2 separate regions of the Mus musculus genome follow, and region 1 is linked to region 2. Evidence: chromatin contacts called from public HiCAR-type data. All regions are on one chromosome and are shown on one strand. The core of a region is the stretch at or near the end of the contact, and the rest is flanking DNA. Distances in the headings are between cores, read along the strand shown. Region 1 overlaps Gm51669 (a long non-coding RNA gene). Region 2 has its middle 120 kb from the start of Gm26685.

The links. HiCAR-type assays count read pairs that join an accessible place to other places.
Region 1: a HiCAR-type map of fibro-adipogenic progenitors shows a contact between it and region 2, with 6 times the contacts expected there. The contact joins two enhancer-like sites. A contact is called at or near these places in 2 of 115 datasets of contacts at active chromatin or transcription factors (the NIH/3T3 cell line and fibro-adipogenic progenitors).

What each region holds. Positions count from the first base shown.
Region 1 is chr1:165,043,813-165,050,143 of GRCm38.p6, forward strand. The region is part of intron 5 of Gm51669 (a long non-coding RNA gene); the gene reads right to left. Among named protein-coding and RNA genes, the nearest start is that of Gm51669, 14 kb to the right of the region's middle. Within about 2 kb of position 2,434, at least 151 of the 459 cell types and tissues checked have an H3K27ac peak or open chromatin away from gene starts, as enhancers often do. A contact at or near this core is called in the NIH/3T3 cell line and fibro-adipogenic progenitors, where this site is marked.
Region 2 is chr1:164,618,837-164,624,876 of GRCm38.p6, forward strand. No RefSeq gene overlaps it. Among named protein-coding and RNA genes, the nearest start is that of Gm26685, 120 kb to the left of the region's middle. Within about 2 kb of position 4,290, at least 26 of the 459 cell types and tissues checked have an H3K27ac peak or open chromatin away from gene starts, as enhancers often do. A contact at or near this core is called in the NIH/3T3 cell line and fibro-adipogenic progenitors, where this site is marked.

The sequences.
Region 1 (6,331 bases), core at 1,184-3,683, 420 kb after region 2:
ATTTCAGGCCACTTTGTTGAAAAGACATCTAACCATCTAACTGTATGTAATCCTAGCTACTGGGAAGCTGAGGCAGAAGGACTACAAGTTCAAGGCCAGCTCCAGTCATTTAACAAGATGGTGTCTCAAAACTAACAGTTGGGGCTCAGTGGTACAGTACTTGCCAGGCTAGCTTCTGTAAAGCCCCGAGTGCTTGCTTGTTCTCTCTCTCTCTCTCTCTCTCTCTCTCTCTCTCTCTCTCTCTCTCATTCCCTCCTTCTCCTTCTCCTTCTCCTTCTCCTTCTCCTTCTCCTTCTCCTTCTCCTTCTCCTTCTCCTTCTCCTCCTTCCCCTTCCCCTTCCCCTTCCCTTTCCATCCCTGTCCCTTCTCCCTGTCTCTCCTAGTGATGAGGCCATTTTAGCAGCATATCTCTCAACTCTGGACTCTTCTTGCAGCTAGAGCCCTTATGAACACAGACAACAGTCTGTGCACAGTGTAGGAATGTGTAAAACCATGCATTGAAGAGAAGCCACCTTCGCCTCACCCACAGCACTGCTACATGTCAAATGTCCCCTGCCAATCATGCAGGTCTCCACACAGTTCTCTCACTCTGAGAATGGATTCTCTCTCAAATCCCTGGACAATGAGTGGTAAGATCAACCCAGTCTCAGGCATGATGGTCCAGAGACTAGCCAACAAGGGAGAGATTTGGATCTAAAATTGCCACATGCATTCTTTCTCTTGCCAGTCCCCTCTCCCTCTCCCTCTCCCTCCCCCTCTCCCTCTCCCTCCCCCTCTCCCTCTCCCTCCCCCTCTCCCTCCCCCTCTCCCTCCCCCTCTCCCTCTCCCTCCCCCTCTCCCTCCCCCTCTCTGTCATCTATTTTCAGTGAGACATGGGTGTGTGACCTCAGGACCCAGGAGAGCAGAAGAGCTGGTTGAGTGCTATAGTCTAAATCCAAAATGCCCTCCCCAACAAGTTCATGTTACAAATATTTTGTTTTCTACTAGTTATTTAGGGTGGTTCTGGAAGCTTCTGGGGTGGGACCAGGTTGAAAGACATAAGTTATTGGGGTGAGTCTTTGGCATATATGACCCCTGGCCACTTCCTGTTGCTCCCCTTGTTTCTTGTGAACTCTTATTCTCTGCTCCCTCATGCTCTCTACACCATGGCAGACAAAGCCCTCTGAGCTCACATTAACTCTTCCTTCTGTTAAGCTGTCAAGACACAGCAGCAATGAATATGGTGTGGGCGGGGGGGGGTGGGGGGGGGAGGGGATATGTAGTCTTTGCTCACTGTTGTTCATGGGGAAAGGCTGCCTGGCCATACAAAATCAGCAGACCCTCCCAGGAGCTCCCCAATCCAGGTCAGTTAACTCTCTCCTTCTGCCCTATGATGCTGTGGTTTGTACACACTAATTATCAGTAGGGACTGGGTGGGTGGGTGGGGTCATCCTTACTCTTAAACTTATGCCAGAAAGTTCTTAGGGGACATACTCCATTCTTGGAGTATTCTGTTGCAGGGTCAGACAATTAGCTAACAATAGCGGAATGAGTTTCAAAAAACCAAAACGAGACACCTATAAAAAAATGGAATTTTTCAATCCCAAAGAAGGAAGCCAGGTCATTTATAAGAAGGTAGGTATAACTGGTGATCGCCCTACTAAATGAATTAAGATGGTCTCAGAAAGACAAATATCTTACGCTTTCTCTCGTTTGTGATTCCTGTATCTCCTATGGACATAAAATTGTGTATATATGACATGAGAGTAGAAGTAAAATTATCTAGGCGGTTGAAGGGGAGGACTAGAGGGAGGAGCAAGAAAGGGGAGGCTGGAGAAATGGGTGGAGTTTGTTCAACCTGCAACATACACTTGTATGAAGCTTAAAAATAAATTAAGTTTATTTTAAGCAAAGCCCTTTCCATGTGACCTTGGGATGTCTTATAGAGGATGTGTCCTGTCAACTAAAAATTGTAGCTCACAGCATCTACCATTATCAGATTATAGTAATATTACCATGGTGTGACACCTGGCACAAAATGATAAAGATATTAGGCCCTTATCAAGTCTCCTATTTAATTTGGTATGAGATGTGTCTGTCATTGAGACATGACAGCTTTGATACAGGTATAGAATTCCAATGCCAAGGCCCCTAGGCTTCAGAAATACAGACCCTGTATTTATTTATTTATTTATTTCTGAGCTTTGGGATTTATAATCTTAGCCTCTCCAGTGCTAAGGTCCCTTTTGCATCCAGGTCAGAAGGAAGGCCTGCTAAATAGCTCCGCATCCTCGGTGCACAGCTCCTAGCATGGCACTGGACACAGGGTGAATGTGCCATGAAAGGCAAGTGGCTTTTGGAGGTAGGTTTTCATAGAAGGACAACCTAACAGTCTCTGGCTGCCTCTGGCAACGGCTGCAGGGCACCCTGGCTGAGCAATCTTCTGTCATTCTCCTGGCAGGGGCAATCAGGCAAGCTGCTACTGGTACCTTAGATGAGTCAGCCATTAACTACGAAGTCATACAGATTCTGCAGGAACAAAACAGCTTGAGTCATGGCCCCAGGTGAAAAGGGCAATGCCAAGCATCTTCTATTTAGCCTGCATAGCTGTTTTAGGAGCTGCCCCAATTTTCTAGACAAGGAAATTAAAGCTTACATGGCTCATCCAAGGTCACATATCTAAAAGGCCAATCTCACGGGGGGTGGGGGGGGGGGCCTTCCTGAAGAAGGCAGAGGAAAAGGAGAGGGGAAGGAATTGGTGAGGGGTGAGGGAGGGGGAAGAAGGGAGGAGAAAGAGGAGAAGAAGATGGAGAGAGGGGGGGAGAGAATGTGTACTCTCCAGCTAGCTTTCTTCCGTGTCCTGAGCACAAGGAAGATGCTAAGGCCCCTCCGAGGGGTGGCCATGAAGCCACGCCTGCTCTGGGCAGGGATCTCAGTGAGTCACCCATCCTGCATTCCACCCTTTGTCCTCCCATGCCCCTCTGCACAGCACCATGCTCCTGGCTGGCCTCTCTGCAGTGCCCTTGCTCCCTGTCTGCAGAGCAGCATTTGTCTTTGGCAAATCTGGGCTGCCAGGCTCCTCCTCTGCAGGCAGGCTGCAGTGGTTCCTTAGAAGGTCTGCTGCCTGCGCTGGGACCTGTCAGAATGAAAGATTCCAGTGCGGCTGGCTCTGTCTGGTTTCTCTCTCCCATCTGCCCTCTGTTCTCATTCTCGTGCTTGCTGTCTCTTCAGCGTGTCCTTCCCTCCCCACTTTTCATGTTCCTGATATAGTACACCAGTGTACCACTGCTGCATCCCAAAAGCAACCCTGATCCAGAGCTTTTGTCTTTGCTCCTCATGGGCCTTCCTAGGCTCTCAGTGTTCCAATAGCAGGACATAACCCTGGGTTTACTGGATGAAACATGCCTGGAGATGGGTAGATTGCCCTTAAATTTTAAACTGCAAAGAAGATACCAGAATAAACATTTGTTGGTGTGATTATTTCTTTTAAAAAGCAAATAAACAAACTTCAGACATGGTTGATGAGAGACAGAGGCAGAGATGAGATAAATTGAGTTAAATGCCACATAGGGATCTAAGCCAACCTCTGACCTCTTCCAAATACTGTATTAGCATATTTATGTTATTCTTCTGTCTTTGGTGGTGGTGGTGGTGGTGGTGGTTTGCATTTGTTTTGTTATATAGGGTCTCCCTTTATAATCCAGGTTGGCCTTGAACTCATTATGTAGTCTAAGTTGACGTTGAACTCACAGTGATATGCCTGCCCCAGCCTCCCAAGTGCTGATATTACAGCATGAGCCACCACACTGGGCTTCAGTTTAGCTCCTCCCTTTCTGTTCTCTGTCCTTCCCTGCAGTTGCTCAATTGCCATCTCCTTTAGAACTACCCCATTGCTCCTATTCTCCCTCCAGCTCATGAACTCTCTCATCTTGAATACAAACACCGTCAGTGGCTCTCCTTGCCCACAAAATCAAGCCCAACTCTACAGAAAGACATTCCAACCCCAGCCTGGAGTACGTGCAATTCCCAAAGGTGAAGTTCTGGTTTTGCCTTTGCCTTGTGTATTCCCATCCCTACCTGGAAAGCTCCTAACCATGCTTCCTGATCTACTCTCACAGTCATCTGCTGTGAACATGTGCCGGTTCCAGCCTTTGCCCTTACTTACACACACACACACACACACACACACACACACACACACACACACACACATACTACAAGTGGATATATAACGAATTGTAAACAGTCTTTCCAACAACCATTACAGAATTACAGAAATTCTCTCACCCTATCATAGAATCCAAACCCATACTTGTGGAATTGGCTGTTCTTTGACTTCTTCCTATAGAGCGACTGCTTCTGATAGCTTTCTGAGGCCCAGACTGCTTACACAGCTGGAATCTAGCTGTCTGATAAGGCAGCTGTCACTTCCCATTCTGCAGAACGTTCCCACAAAAACTGTCCCAAATGCTAAATCTTTCATTAGTGGAAGAGCTGACTCATGAGATTTAAATTAGGGATTCTATGCGGCAGAATAGTTCTGTTGCAGCAAATGGAAAGGAAAAAGAAAGAATTGCTCCAGTTGAGTCTTTCTATTGAAGTCAAGCGTGGGCACGGAGAATCGTGGACCTTGGATGACCAGCTGGAAGAAGGAAATGGTGGAGATGAACTGCCCATGTTCACGTCCTTCTTGATGCTGAAAGTCTCTGTACAAATGCACAGCTCTTTCAAGATCATTGAGTTATCTCCTCTCTAGGGCAAGAGGAAGTCCAAAGCAAATCATGCAGGCCTTCTGAAGATAAAGACCTCTTTGTACCCATGCCTAACACCTGTCTTTGACTACCAATTCAGCAAAATATTTTAGTGGCAATGTGGTAGAACTACTTTGGGATAGGATGTTGGAGCCCATCCTTGTCTGTCTTCCTAGGGCTTTGCCTCATCTCTCTTGGGCAGCCCTTTCTGTCAATGAGCATCTTCCAGTTGACTTTTAATAGCAAATTACTTTCATGAAAGAAGTGACCTCCTTCAGCTCTCTTCTTGGTGGTCCCTCCTCCTCTCCTGTACTTTACACGCCAGAATTCCTTGGGGCTCATCTTTGCTCTTTGGCGGCCACAAGTCAACCTCTCTTCCATCTCTGGAAAACACTTACCTTCACTGCCTCCACTACCATCAGCTCCTACATGACACAGCACTCCATATCCAGCCCAGATTCCAACACCCACCCCCCTGCTCCATTCTGTGCCCATTGACAGGATGGCATCCAAGTAACTCTGTTAGCTGTCTCAAAGCATCTCAAATTAACTAGGACCAAAGGCAAGTTGCCTTTACCACATTCCAATCCTCAGACAAAGAAACAAAACAATAACATAAGACTCCATTCTTTTAGGGTTCATACCTTCTTGAATGATGCCAACCTAGTATGGGATCAACTGGGTGGGGGAGCATAAACTGTAAAACCATCTTCAAATGGCATCATCTTCTCCCACTCTTTTGATTTGTTATGGTAGCATCAAATCTTACCAATACGCCACCTAAATATCATATGGACCCCTCAGCTCTCTATAGGTTTCCTTCCCATTACAGACCTTTCCTATGCTACTATTCCACATTCTAGAAAGTTCTTCCTTCTACCTAGCTACTTAGAGCAATGATCATTTACTCAAGGAAGGAAAGGCTGACTTCTTATTGGGGTCAAAAATCTACCATCACTGCCAAACTGCCATAGGTCTGTTTCCAGTTCTCTGTCTGTGGTATGGTGATTTGATGAACTTGCATTTTCTAATACTGAAAGCTTCTTGTAGACCTTCACAGACTCTTGCATTGCAATCCTCTGCAGAAAGTATGAAGCACTTCTGTTTTGTGCCCCTGTATCAGCAGCAGCAGCCATAGCTCCATTCACCCAACCATTTGCCATATAAACATCTGTTTAATGGGTGAATAAACAAATGAAGTGTTTGAACTGATGGTGACTGCCACCAGGGAGGTTCTTCAGCATGCTGTCACCCATAGACATCTTGATCACCTGGGACAGGTTTCATCAGCATCTCTTATGATTAGGAAATAAGTAACACAAAGTTTGAAGTAAATCAGTACCACTTTTTTATTTCTGTGTTAAAAATTAATAATATCCCTAAAAGTTTTTTTTTCTGACATGTTAAGCTATGAGATGTCTGGCCATGAGGAGTTTGATAACAAAGACGAAGTTACAGACACATACACACAGACACACACACACACATACCTGCTCCAAGAAAGGGATGTGGAAGTCTAAATGCCCAGGGCCATGATGGGAAATTTCCTTTAGACATTGATTCCCAGTTTCTAGTCAAATCACCAGAAGCCAATCAATTCC
Region 2 (6,040 bases), core at 3,040-5,539:
TGGGTTATCTAGTTTCTGGTTTTTCACTACTCAAGCAGTACTGGGTATGAGTTCTGTTTTGTGGAGTGACCTTGGGTCAAGCCATACATTGGTTGATTACTCCTACAAGCTTTGTGCTACCATTGCCCTAGCATATCCGTTTGTAACTTCTAATCTGAGTGTTAGAAAAGTGGTAAAGACATTGAAGATAAATCAGAAGATGATAGACCAAAAATAAATGAGTATTGAAAAAGAAAATAGTTGCTGTTCTCAACCAAAGCACTACATCACTTATAGAGAAGTATATCAGAGATTTTGCAATGTTCTAGCTAACTTGGGTTTTCAGTCCACGTATGTATCATTTACATTACTACCTTCATGCTTTGACTGCTGGACAATGGGGTTTTATCATAGGATTTTGTATGTTTCTCAAAGACCAGTTTTACAAATATCTGAAATGCTTTTTAAAATTTTTAATTTTTTTTTATATTTTAAAGTTAGACCATTTATCTGATTGGAAATAACCATTTCTACAAATATATCTATGTGACTTTTGAAAGACCCTGCTACTCTTTCCCTAAACCCTTGTGAAGTATATTTGAATATAACAATGTCTTTAGTTTTAATACTTCATTTATTCCTTTCATTTATGACAGAAAGGATAAACACAGTTGAGAAAATCCAATCTTTTGTCCTCAGGTGTTTATGATGTTGAAAGTCGACTTAAGGATTTTGAGGCTTAGGTGAAGCAGTGTAATTGCAGCAGCAGGCAGAGTAGACAGCAATGATACAGATGTTCTGCTAGTCATGTGTCCATGATTCTTCATGAGATGTGCATGTACCTTCATACATCTAAGTAATGCCCTAACCCATGAGTTTTTTCTTCTTTCCCCAATATGAAGTTTGATTTACATAATATATGCATAAGCAGCAATAAATATTACCATTAATGTACCAATAAAACCCATTGCTCTGGCGATGATTATGTTTTTCATTCTTCCAGACTCTGCCATAGGACTCTGCCATTCTCTTCTCTGTTTCTCTCACGGCTTTGGGCATCCATCTGACCATGGCTGACAAGGCTGTGCTCTGGGAGATGACTGCTACATTTCTGTCAACACCTCTGACCTCTTTTCTTGGCAGGTCTATTTAATTACCTAAAACCCACCACAATGGTTGGTTTGGTACTTTCCTTGATTATCTAAAACCACTCGCAAGTCACCATGTTCAAGAGTGGCATGCATTTGATCAAACTGCTCCTTCCTTAAGGCTTCCCCTATATTTCTAAATGCTAATCATTTTCCAATCACCTTCTCTAGTTTGGGTCAGAAATTGGACATACCCCTTCACTATTCTACTTCATTTTAATACCATTACTGATCTTCTTGTCTCATTTTTCTAAGACTTACCATTTCTTACATTTTCCTAAGCCATTATTTCTGATCCAAATAACTGCATTAATCTCTTAACTGCTCCTAATGCTTCCAGTGGTGCTGAGTCATAGGAGAGCATCATTCATAGCATGTCACTCATTCGCTCAAAACAGTTTACCAGCTCCAGCTGCTGTCTCCTAGTCTTCAAAAAAAAAAAAAAAAAAAAAAAAAAAAAGCCAAAAATCCTCTCTGAGATTGTTACTACAGTGGCTAGGGTTAGATCCTGGGTTCTGGCAGCTCTAACAAGCCAAGCCTAGCCATCTACACAATTAATAACAAAGAAAGAAAAACAACATTTGTTTTTCAATGTGACCACATTAGGAAGAGCACGAAAGAATTCCATTGACAACTGTCTGTCACTCACAAGACATTTTGGGGGCTTTGATGTGAGGTTTAGGTTTAAGTAGAGGCCAACAAGATTCACCTAACTAAGCAGACTTGTTCAAGGTGTGGCCCCGTGCATTACCATGGTCTCAGAAACATCTTTCCTGCAAGGTGGTCTATTTTTAGGACAGTGAGAATCTCTTTCCAGGAGACAAGTTCTCATTCTGCCTGGCACCAGGGCCTTCTCCTTTTCCTTCCTAAGAGACCTCTGGGGAAATTCCAACAGCCTGGTAACCAAAATAGGAGTTGGGGGAGGGGCGGGATGAAAAGTCTTTCTTTAGAATGTCTCCATTCCTGCCTTGCTAACCAGGTGGTTATGTTCCCTTGTAAGCTTTTTGATCAAATGACAGACCAAACCTCCACACTGTACCTTTTCTCCATGTGACCTAGCTGTGCTGACCATATTGCTTGGAAATGGCAGATGGTTTCCTGCATTGAGGACCATATTTCATGTACGTCCACTGTGAAAGATACTCTGGTCCCAGACAGAATCAGTTCCAGCTCACTTTACTAACACAAGAACTGAAAAAAAGACACAGAAGAGAGGACAGGATAAAATTACTACATATTGCTCCATTTATCTACTTCTCTGTTCCATTCCTTGTTCTTCACTTGCAGATGTGTGCACCACTAAGAGTTCCAGCATGGTTGTGTCCTTCCAGTGTAAGTGATCTGGCTATGTTTCACTGAGCGTGGTAACGTGGACCTCTGCCTTGCGGTAAAGACACAGTGTTAATGAAGCATGAGCACAGGAGGCTTGCGCCTCACACAGAACAGATTGAATCACCCAGGAATGCTTGCTATAGTTCTGGAATTTTCCTTTCTCATCTCAGTAAGTGTGGTGGTTTGAATAAGAATGGTCCCCATAGGTCATATATTTCTATGCTTAGTCACTAGGGAGTTGCAATATTTGAGAAGGATTAGTAGGCGGGACCTTGTTGAGGTAGGTGTGGCTTTGTTGGAGGAAGTATGTCACTCTGGGCAGGCTTTGAGGTTTCAAACACCCAGGCCAGACCCAGCCTTTCCCTCCTTCTACCCCATCCTCTCTCTCTGCAGATCAGAACGTAGTTCTCCAGCATCACGTCTGCCTACATGCCACCATGCTCCCTGCCATGGTGATAATTAACTAATCCTCTGAAGGTGTAAGCAAGCCACCAATTAAATGCTTTCTCTTTTGAGAGTTGCTGTGGTCTTGGTGTCTCTTTACAGCAATATAACAGTGACCAAGGGAGTGAGTTACTTGATGTATGGGCATAGTTGGCATTAGAGAAAACCGAGGAACATGTTATAACTGACACAATATATTTGTCAGCACTGTAGGAAACATGACCATTGTGCACACAGTCTTGGTGCCAATACTGATATATCATAGAAATTGGAAAGGCAGGGAGGCAGTTTTAGTGCCTGCCAATCTCCAACCCTTCTCTTTGCAATGTTACCTGCAACTCCCTGCACCTCTCTGGTATTCTTTTCCCTGTGGGCTATGATACCATGGTTAACAGCAAACTCTTGGGTTGAGTCCATCTACACAACAGTTTCGTATATGGCTTAGACAGGTTCTTTTTTTTTTTTTAAATCTTATTTTCAAAGAAAAACCTTTTCAAGATGGAGAAGGTTGAGTCTGAAGGTGAAGTTTCAGGTACTCTGAAACAGATTTCATTTTCAGTGCCACTCAAATCACATCACGCATATAAAAATCTTTGCATCGTATCTGAGTTAGGAGGGTTACACCCAAGAGCTAAGAGCAGAGCCTTACTGGGCAATTATGGACATGCATTTAGTGGTAAAGTGTCAGTGTCTTGGATGTTTGAGGAAAAGACTCAATTACTACTTTCTTGGGAACACAGAGATTATTTTTGGCTTTCGACTAAGTAGAGGAAGATTTCTGAAGGCCCCCAGCAGCTAATCTGATCACCTGTGGTTCTGAGCACATTGTTATGACACACTAGTTACATTTGGTTTGTAAGGTACTTACATAGGGAAGTCTGTTATGTGGCTGACCTCATGCCTTGTGGTTAGTGATTCACCACCCTACACCATCATCACTCCTATCCTTAGGAGAAAAGACAGGCTGAGAAGGAAGTAGACTTGACTTAACTTATTCCTAATAAGTATCACTTAAACCGTTTAATGGATTCATTAAAGTATCGATGTCAAACAAACAAACAATAAAGCTTAGAACATATTAATTACAACTGTGCTGAAACAGATGATATTTAAGAATTCAAGCCAGTGTTTACTCACGTACTTTGGGAAACAAAACAAATGGATGGATTTTCATGTCTTTTAAAAATTTTTATTTATTTTTATTTCTTATATCAGGAATAGAAAGAGAAAATCAATTCAAAAACTGGTACTGTATGAGACAGAGTGCCTGGAATTGTGTTTAAAAGATCATGTAGTATGGGGACATCATCCTAGGTCTATTCACTTCAATTTTCTTCATAACATATCACTACTGACAGTTCACATTTTCCTGTTCAACATTATCATACAAGATGAGTAAGAGTATGGGTCTCTTCCAACATGACTAATGGGCCACAGAGCAGGACCAGCCCTAAAAGGTTTGCTTCGTCCACATGTACAGTATTTAAACGACAAGTATCTCGATGCTCTCCTAGTATCATGTATACTTTACATATACGTATATATGTATATATACATGATACATACATCCATATACATGCATATACATGTTGTACATATATACATATGCATTTATATACACAGTATATATGTATAGTATATACACAAATGTATAAGTATATATATATATATATATATATATATATATATATATATATACACAGATACAGATGTATGTATACAATGTATAAATATACTACACATGTGTATACTATATGTATACATGTATGTGCATGTAGGAGGAGAAATTCCACACATAGAGATGACTGTCCTTCATGCTCTCAATACTCTGGTTGGTGGCTCCTGGGTGGTAGAAACAGAAATTTGTCTAGATCAGAAAAGGCCTAGAGTTTACCAACTCAGGCTCACAGCTTCTATTTTACCAAGTCCAATTCTAGAATAACTTTCTCTGAAGCCGATGCATTTTGTGTGCTGCACTGGCTAATATCTTCATTATTTTTCCCTGTTGTAGTTTCCCCATGACTACAAACCTTGCATTTCATAATAAGCCTGGAATTTCCTAGTGTGCTCCCTGGAGCCATGGGAGGTTTGCCTGGGGCTGCCAGGGACGATGAAGATTACGCCGGTTACATAGAGAAGTAGATTAAAGCCATCCATCCCTACTTTTAACCAGAGAAATTATTTTTTTTACATATTTTATGTACTGTCTGTTTCTTAAATAATGATAAAAACATGAATGTCATTAATCTTTGGTATCATTATTTGGCTAAGAAAAATCCCAGATACTACAATGGAATTTTGAACATTTGGGTGTTGTGATAGGCACTTCAAATTTTAATGTTCAACTCACAGTATTTGGCCCTTGTGCATTATAATACAATTAATTATGTAATATTACTTTACAAATAAAGAAAGATAATAGCATGCCTTTGCTTAGTTCTCCTGTAATCTCAAAGGGTGATCTGTACCAAGAAAAACATCAGAATGCATCTATGCTCTTTCCTAGACTTTAAAAATAAGTACAGCTTGTAGAATAATATAGGTTGTAACATGGAAGCTTTAAACTAGCTATATTAATTTGCTTTCTGTTTCTGTGATAATTACCATGACCAAAAGTAATTTGGGAAGGAAGTAAGGATGGCACTGCCCACCTTAGGCTGGGTCCAACTATATCAATCATCAATGAAGAAAATACCTACAGACACACTCATAGGCTAGGTTATTCAAGCAATCCCTTAATTAAGACCCTCTCATATAGCTCTGAGCTGTGGCAAGTTGAAAGCTGAAGTGAACTAGAAACTAGAGAAACAGGCTTTGTGTAACACTTGTTCACAATGATGGCTTTTAGTTATGATTAAAGTCCTGAGCCTGAGTCATTGAAGCTGTATGCCCAGCTGAAGTCTGTCTTTTATCAATGTAGCAAAAACCAAACAAACAAAAAAAACTGCAGTCGAGGTAATGTATTAAGAAAAGAATATTTTTTTGGAGGAAGAGTTTTGGAGTCTGAAAACACAAAATTGGGTAACTCCATTTATTTAGGTTCCAATGAGGGACTCATGGCAGATAGTAACAGGGAAGGGATATGGTCACAAGAGAGAGCCCACATGTCAAGGCAAGAAGCCAAAGAAAATGGGGAT